Linked DNA regions of Zea mays: region 2 is linked to region 1. A link is a contact called in public Hi-C data. All regions are on one chromosome and are shown on one strand. The core of a region is the stretch at or near the end of the contact, and the rest is flanking DNA. Distances in the headings are between cores, read along the strand shown.

Evidence for each region. Hi-C and Micro-C count contacts between places; a contact is called where the count stands out from the background.
Region 2: a contact with region 1 is called in a Hi-C map of leaf, with 6 times the contacts expected there. The contact joins the promoter of LOC103653384 here to the promoter of LOC100282330 in region 1. A contact is called at or near these places in 3 of 25 Hi-C or Micro-C datasets (ear, leaf and tassel).

What each region holds. Positions count from the first base shown.
Region 1 is chr4:72,776,096-72,779,927 of Zm-B73-REFERENCE-NAM-5.0, forward strand. LOC100282330 (60S ribosomal protein L7-like) reads left to right here and starts at 2,231. Exons shown (of 6, transcript NM_001374450.1): 1 at 2,231-2,400; 2 at 2,474-2,656; 3 at 2,997-3,094; 4 at 3,170-3,307; 5 at 3,756-3,832. The coding sequence starts at 2,474.
Region 2 is chr4:73,076,391-73,080,222 of Zm-B73-REFERENCE-NAM-5.0, forward strand. LOC103653384 (endo-1,3(4)-beta-D-glucanase-like) reads left to right here and starts at 2,068. Exons shown (of 7, transcript NM_001301451.2): 1 at 2,068-2,364; 2 at 2,490-2,511; 3 at 2,651-2,768; 4 at 2,923-3,010; 5 at 3,145-3,234; 6 at 3,320-3,420; 7 at 3,509-3,832. The coding sequence starts at 2,130. The coding sequence ends at 3,649.

The DNA.
Region 1 (3,832 bases), core at 981-3,480:
GGTGGCGGTCGTGACACAAATGTGGTTGTCACGGTCCCGCAAGACTCTCGCCCCACTTGGTACAATTACAACGACTCGTGCAAGAGCCGAGGGATTGTGTGGTTTTACAAAACTCACTCAACTAACTAGGGTTCACCTAGAGCAAGCGCTAAAGCGGTCTAACTAACCTAAGCACTTCGCAAAGCACCTATGCTAATCACCGAGTGATTTTATTAAGCACTTGGGTGTATGAGCTCTTGGGAATGTCTACTATATGCCTTGGTATGTTGCTTGGGCTCTCACACCTTGTAATGGCCGGTTGGGGTGTATTTATAGCCCCAACACAAAACTAGTTGTTGGAGAAAAGTTGTGCTCTCTGCGGCACACCGGACAGTCCGGTGGTGCACCGGACAGTGCACTGTTCACTGTCTGATGCGCCTAGTCATTGGTCTGACACCGCAGGCGACCGTTGGCGCGCATGCTTTTTACACCGGACACTCCGAACTTCACACCGGACAGTCTGGTGGTCTTCTCTCCATAGTGCCACCTGGAACTAGCCGTTGGGATACTGTTCCTGGTGCACCGGACAGTCTTAATCCCACAAAGGCTTGTGCTCTGATTTAATCTCATCCATCGATTAGGATCCAACGGCTGAGCGCCATCTTCTCCACCCGACGGTAGACCGCGGCGGCACCCTCATGCCCTCGCCGACGCCATGGCCAAATTCCACATACACCGAGCACCAGGGCCCTAATTCCTTGATCCGAACTATTCTAAACGAAACCCACAACACTCTAAACCCAGAAACCACCCTTACAACACCCATTAACAGGCTCGGTCCCCTTACCACGATGCATGGCGGACCCACCGCAATTTACCAACTCCGGCGAGCGATTCCCAACCCTTCGGTTGCTCCTACTCAATTTGATCGGAACGAAATGCGGATAGAACAATTGCTAACCAAATAAGGTTTTCCTCACTTGGGTCGGTGGTGGCAGCGGCGTTGCCCACGTCGCACGACCATCAGCGGCGGAGGAGAGACCACGACAAGTAGTCTTAGATCCTCGCGACCTCCTTCCCACCTAGCGACAGCACGTCCCGGAGGACCTCCCTAACCACCATCCGAAGCCCCAGTACCGGTGCACCGGAGTTGTCTCCGCGGCGGCCCTCCGCCCTTCTCTCAACGCCACCGCACAGCTCACCCCCCGTTCGCCCACCATATGAGGATCAAGGGGCGTGCACCACACTGTACTTTATACCCCAACATCGCGACACATAAAACCAATGAGGATGGGGTCAGTTAAGATTCCTAATAGGATCCCTATTTTCCTGGTGAGGCTCGATGTGATTCGTTGAAGAAACAAATGGCAACCTGGCCCCACGCGACAGAGAAACATACGACGCACACGAGATGCATGGTGCGGCTGCGGGGTGGGCCCGGGTGTCAGTGACTCGGTGTGGGGGTTCACTTGGGCCGAGTTGAGGTGAGGAACTAGGCCGACGCTTAGGATTAGGGCTAGTTGGGTCCTTTTTTCCTATTTTGTTTTCTTTTAATTCTATTTTCAATTTAAAATTCGGCTTTGAATTTAAAACACCATAGTAAATGTACAAACAAACTCCAACATGATATGCAAGTTATAGTTATAAGAATTATTTTATTCATCTATTTACAAACATATTTCAAATGTGAAGTACACACAACCCTTTCTCTTTAGGAAAATGTTATTATTATAAATGTGTGGTAACATTAAGAGTACATCCAAGATTTTGATATTCATCGCTTGACTGCTATAAAGAAACATAACTTCTAGTATAGAACCCCTATTAGGAGATATTTTGCTTAACTCTTTTTTAGAGAGGGTTTAAACATATAATTCAACAAATAGGATAACTAATTTCATATGAGGATCTTTTTATTCAACCTTTTATTCGAAAACATTTTTGTTTAGAAAAAGTAATATATTTTTTTTAAAAATCTTTAGACAACTTTAATAAACTTTCGAGATAAGATTTTTGGGTGTCACAAGACCCTCGCTTCCTTTTTGTTTTTTATGGTTTCTTAGATAAAGCCCTATCGGGCTACCTCATAAAACGAGGCTTCTCCCTATTCTTTGACGTTTTAGGCGAAAGCCCAATTTGCTGCCCGCCTGCCCGCAGTGGACCAGATTGGGCCCAAAACTACGATCTGGACGGGGCCCAACTCGTCACTGAAACTTCATTCTTTTCGTTCATTTCATTCTCCCGTCGGATACGACAGCCCGCCAACTGCAGCCGTCGGATACTCCCACAGGAGCGTTCCGAAGCCCTAATGCTCGCCCTTCCCATAAGTACTCTCCTCTGACCACGCCGCCGCCATTTCCTTCCTCCTCCCACCTCGGCGGCCGGCCTCCTCTTCTCTTCACCCACACGCTGGTCATAGAGGTACGCTCTGCCGCGCCAAGCTCCGCCTCCATCCGCGCGGATCTGAGTTTGTGCTGTCTGGCTCTCTGCGCAGATGTCGGCTGCAGAGGCGAAGGCGGCGGCGGTCCCGGAGTCTGTGCTGCGGAAGCGCAAGCGGGAGGAGCAATGGGCAGCGGACAAGAAGGAGAAGGCGCTCGCGGACAGGAAGAAGGCGCTCGAGAGCCGCAAGATCATCTTCGCCCGCGCCAAGCAGTACGCCGAGGAGTACCACGCCCAGGTGAGCACGATTTGTGCGCCCCGTCTTCATCTCGCAGTTCCTTGCTGCTCTGCTTAGCTTCGACTGGTTTTGTAGGATGATGTCCGATCTGGTAAATTTATTTGTTTCATATAGGATTGCGGCTGTTTGAAATTACACTGCGCATAGCAGTCCCATTCAAAATGGGATTACTGCACTGTTTTAAACAGTTAATTAGCGATATCATACGTGGAAGAGAAAAAAATATAGTTTCTCGTGACTCGAGGACACTGTCCATGTGTATATTGTTTGAAAATTCTGCCTTGTGTATTAAGGCAGGATCTTAGAGATTATGTTGCGATAATATTTGCATTTTGTGCAGGAGAAGGAGCTTGTGCAGCTCAAGCGTGAGGCCCGGTTGAAGGGTGGGTTCTATGTGAGCCCAGAGGCCAAGCTTCTGTTTGTGGTTCGCATCCGTGGGTATGGTTCTCTCACATTGGTTGCTGATTCTATTGCTACGCTCAACTGTTGATTGTTGTCAAATGTGTCATGTAGTATCAATGCCATGCACCCCAAGACCCGCAAGATCTTGCAGCTCCTGCGATTGAGGCAGATCTTCAACGGTGTCTTCCTCAAGGTTAACAAGGCAACCATTAACATGCTGCGCAGGGTGGAGCCATATGTTGCGTACGGGTAAGTCTGTATAAATTTAGCAGCAATGAGTCCATTTTGTATCAATCCCCACTTACGAATGTGATGTTTCCCAACAGATGTTCCTATCGCTCCCTTAATTGTTTTGGCTAGTTTTCTGCTAGAATTGTTACGTATTATATAATGTATGTCGTGAATTCTTATTCTTACTAGAGTTTAAAAAGTAAAAGGAGTGCTATGAGTTCTCATTCAATCTTTTCACAGATTTATGTTGTCCATTTAAACGTGTTTGTAGAAAACTTATGGCTGTGTTAGTTATTCAGGTTGCTTCTGGGTCAAAGAAATGGAACAGATCATAATTCAATTTGTTTAGTCACTTTAGCTTATTTTCCAGATCCCTGTTTTTTTTAAAAAAAATTCGCAAGTAAGAAATTCGGGTCGATTATCGTTGTGATGTCCTGAAGTCTGGAAATGTATGTTTCGTCTCCAGATACCCCAACCTGAAGAGCGTTAGGGAGTTAATCTACAAGAGAGGTTACGGGAAGCTGAACAAGCAGAGGATTCCAC
Region 2 (3,832 bases), core at 818-3,317, 300 kb after region 1:
TATGTTGTGTGCTTTATTTATTTCATAGTGTAGAGTTGTACTATTAAGATATAGTGGATTTGTCTGTCATTCTTGGTTCACCAATGCTCAAACACCATAAAATACCTCTACCTAAACCCAGATAGCCAGTGCCAAAAGTTTTAGATCATTTTGACCTTTCTGGCTTGCGTGGCATTGCCGCGCACCGGTACTGCCGGATTTTAATTAACCGTTGGAATTGGAGAAGCTTCGACTTGTTTATTCTTTGTGTCTCCAACAGTCACCTGCTGCGTATCTTGACATAGGGATATGGCAGAAAGGCTACTTATACCTCCTTGTCTCTTTTGAAACCCTCTTTCCATCGCTCCATCCTCTTGCTCAAATTTCTGGATGCTCTCCCACTCAAACTGAGAAGAACACTTAGAATAACAAGAACCCTAAGTCTTCTTCAGTTCACCTTTGAGCACTGGAGTTTCTCAAGACTGGCATTCACCTCTTGATTCTTGGAGCTTGCTTCTAACCGACGTGTAACATCCTCCACGAGCTCAAGTGTTGTTGTAGCCTTGGATTTCTGTAAGTCACCTCATTTATAGTGAAAAACGCTCCCATACTAAGAGTGAGAGATCTTGGTTTGAGACTGAGGAAGGATGTATGACCACTTTGCCTTTGTGGCTCTCCTCAACAACATGAAGGTAGGCGGGTCTTTGTGGCAAGCTGAACCACGAGATAAAATATATGTCAATGTGTGCTGATCTGAAATGTTTACTTGAGTTGTTAGGGTTTAGTAGTTCGTACTTGAACATCTTTCTAGGACGTGCTCTCTGCTTCCTGTGCTTCTCTAGTTTTAGCTTCATATTCAAGGTATAAGTTAGTTATATATTTTGTTAGAATTTGCAAAAGTTTGACATCAGTTTGAGTTTTAAGGTTATCCGGTACTGCCAGGCTTAGAGCAGTAGTGTCGTTCAGGGAGTTAACATTTTCTTGAGATGAATTTTTATAGGTAGCCTATTCAGTCCCTTCTAGACGTACCAGATCCTTACACCTCTCATCCTGAAACCGTAGCGAATTTTCTCATTCTAGGACATATGTCTTGGAGCATTCGAAACAATGAAAGTTCATTAAACATGTATATTTTTGTGCTGCCACCGTGTACCAGGTTGGATGTTGAAGGTAGTTGCACTGCTGCACACGTGCCCAAGGGCAACGCCACGGAGGGCAGAGGGGGGCAATGTCCCCATAATACTCTCCTAATTCTATAAGAGCCACTAATTTTACCAGCTAATCCCATGTTAACAATGTAAAATACCTCTCAACAACCCCCTTCAATTTGATTTGTCCCTCCTGTACTTAAATCATGGCTTTGCCCGTGCACGTGCCCCTCGTGGCATCATTGCCTATAGGGTCAAACGGTAATGATTTGCATTTCCTTTCCTCTGCTGTTTTGTACTCCCTCCATACCAAAATATACCAAAATTTAATTCGTTTTAGATTAATCATATTATCATTAAGTAACATATTAATGTAGTTTTCACATATGTATATATATTCATTATCATTTAATTGAATGTGGACGAAAAAAATAGGCTACAAAGAACTATGTTTGATACTGACGGAATATTTTATAAAGTTTGTTTAATTACCAGCAAGTATAGGCGGTGCTGTTTGAAATATCTCTCTCCTATTCGTAGAGGTTCTGCTCCAATCCGTAATCCGCATTCCACAAGCACATCCACATCAAGCTAGCTACTCCCTACGTTATTTTTTATTTGTCGCTGTTTAGTTCACATAATAAATTGACAGACGATAAATATTCGAAAACTAAAGTAGTATTTAGATACGTTTCTTAATCAATTTTTTTATTAAAAAAAGCTGGTGCGGCTCTAAAGCGTGCGCGCACCAGTTGCTTGCTCCTGCCATGTGCTGATTGGCGCGCCCACATGGCATTGTCCATAACAAAATTTAAACCGCGTGATGCGTGATGCGCCATGTCTCTTCCCTGCTCCGGTGCTCCCTCCCCACCAAACCTACCCGCTGCCCCTGTGTTATTTATATCGCACGCAACGCCGGGATGCGGCAGCCACAACACATCCCACAACCATTATTCTTGTTCCACTGCATCAGGTCGTCCAACTCTCCAAGCGGCAAGCGCCATGCCTTCTTCCGCGCAGGTTCTGCTCTGCCTCGCCGCCGTGCTCGCGGCGGCGGCGGCCACCACCGCCGAGGCGCACTCGCAGTGCCTGGACAACCCGCCAGACCGGTCCATCCACGGCCGCCAGCTGGCCGAGGCCGGCGAGGTCGTCCACGACCTCCCTGGTGGCCTCAGGGCCTACGTCAGCGGCGCCGCGAGCTCGAGCCGCGCCGTCGTCCTCGCCTCCGACGTCTTCGGTCCGTACCACACGCTCTCGCAGTTCTCTCTAGTCGTTTGGGCATACTTTTTTTTTTAAAAAATAAAATTTGGACAGCAAGCTCTCCTTTCTTTCTCCCTCTAATCGATTATTCCTGGCATGCAGGGTACGAGGCGCCATTGCTCAGGTACATAGCTGCATCCGTTCGATTCCTGCTCCTCCTCCTTCTCCGGCGTACCCCAGTTTTAGGAGACTTGTAACAGACAGAGCATATGTATTCCATCCTTGATTTAGCTGAAATCTGTGGTTGGTGTTCAATAACGCAGACAGATAGCAGACAAGGTCGCCAAGGCAGGGTACTTCGTCGTCGTGCCCGATTTCTTGAAGGGAGACTACTTAGACGACAAGAAAAACTTCACGGAATGGCTCGAGGCTCACTCTCCGGTCTGTTCTATGCACTTTTCGTTACTCTGTCCCTATCAATATATATATATATCGCCATCATCTTTTTTTTTTCTTCTTCGCGTCGCGTCGCATCGCAAGAAACTACTGCAAGCAAAATTGATTGGTTGGTTGGGGATCCTATCGATCTTTACAGGTGAAAGCTGCGGAAGACGCTAAGCCACTGTTCGCCGCTTTGAAGAAGGAAGGGAAGTCCGTCGCGGTGGGAGGCTACTGCTGGGGAGGTATGTGACATCCACGCCAACTGAAACGAACACTCCAACTCCTCCATTTAGTTCAGGCAACACATAGAGCGTTCTGTTTCTCACATCCGGCCTTGTTGCTGCTGCTTCCTCTTCACTGGCATGGCACTTGGCAGGGAAGCTGAGCGTGGAGGTGGGGAAGACCAGCGACGTCAAAGCTGTGTGCCTTTCGCACCCGTACAGCGTCACTGCCGACGACATGAAAGGTGCAGTGCAGTGCAGTGTGCTCCTCCTCTTCTTCTATGCTGCGTCACTAGCCTCACCGCATGTGTTGGTTCGAAATCGAAACAGAGGTGAAATGGCCGATCGAGATCCTGGGGGCCCAGAACGACACGACCACGCCGCCGAAAGAAGTGTATCGGTTCGTGCATGTGCTGCGTGAAAGACACGAGGTGAGCTCCAAGCTACGACTGATTGCAATGACACTGTGTGGATCGGATACCGGCCAGCTCATTATTCTAGTGGTGGTGGCACACACAGGTTCCCTACTACGCCAAGATCTTCCAGGGAGTCGAGCACGGGTTCGCCTGCAGGTACAACACCACCGACCCTTTCGCCGTCAAGACCGCAGAGACGGCCCTCGCCTACATGGTCAGCTGGTTCAACAAGCACCTCAACTGAATGAAGCCTGCACTGCACCCACCAGACTGAATTCAATAAACCACTGCAGTGCTGTGATATTTTGTTTCGATTCATGGCTCCCCAGATTGATTTGTCATGGCTAAGACCTCTACTACTGTAATTTCCTTCATTTTTTGTCTCTTCAAACTCTCTGTATTCTTTTTTTTGCTTTTTATGATCGCA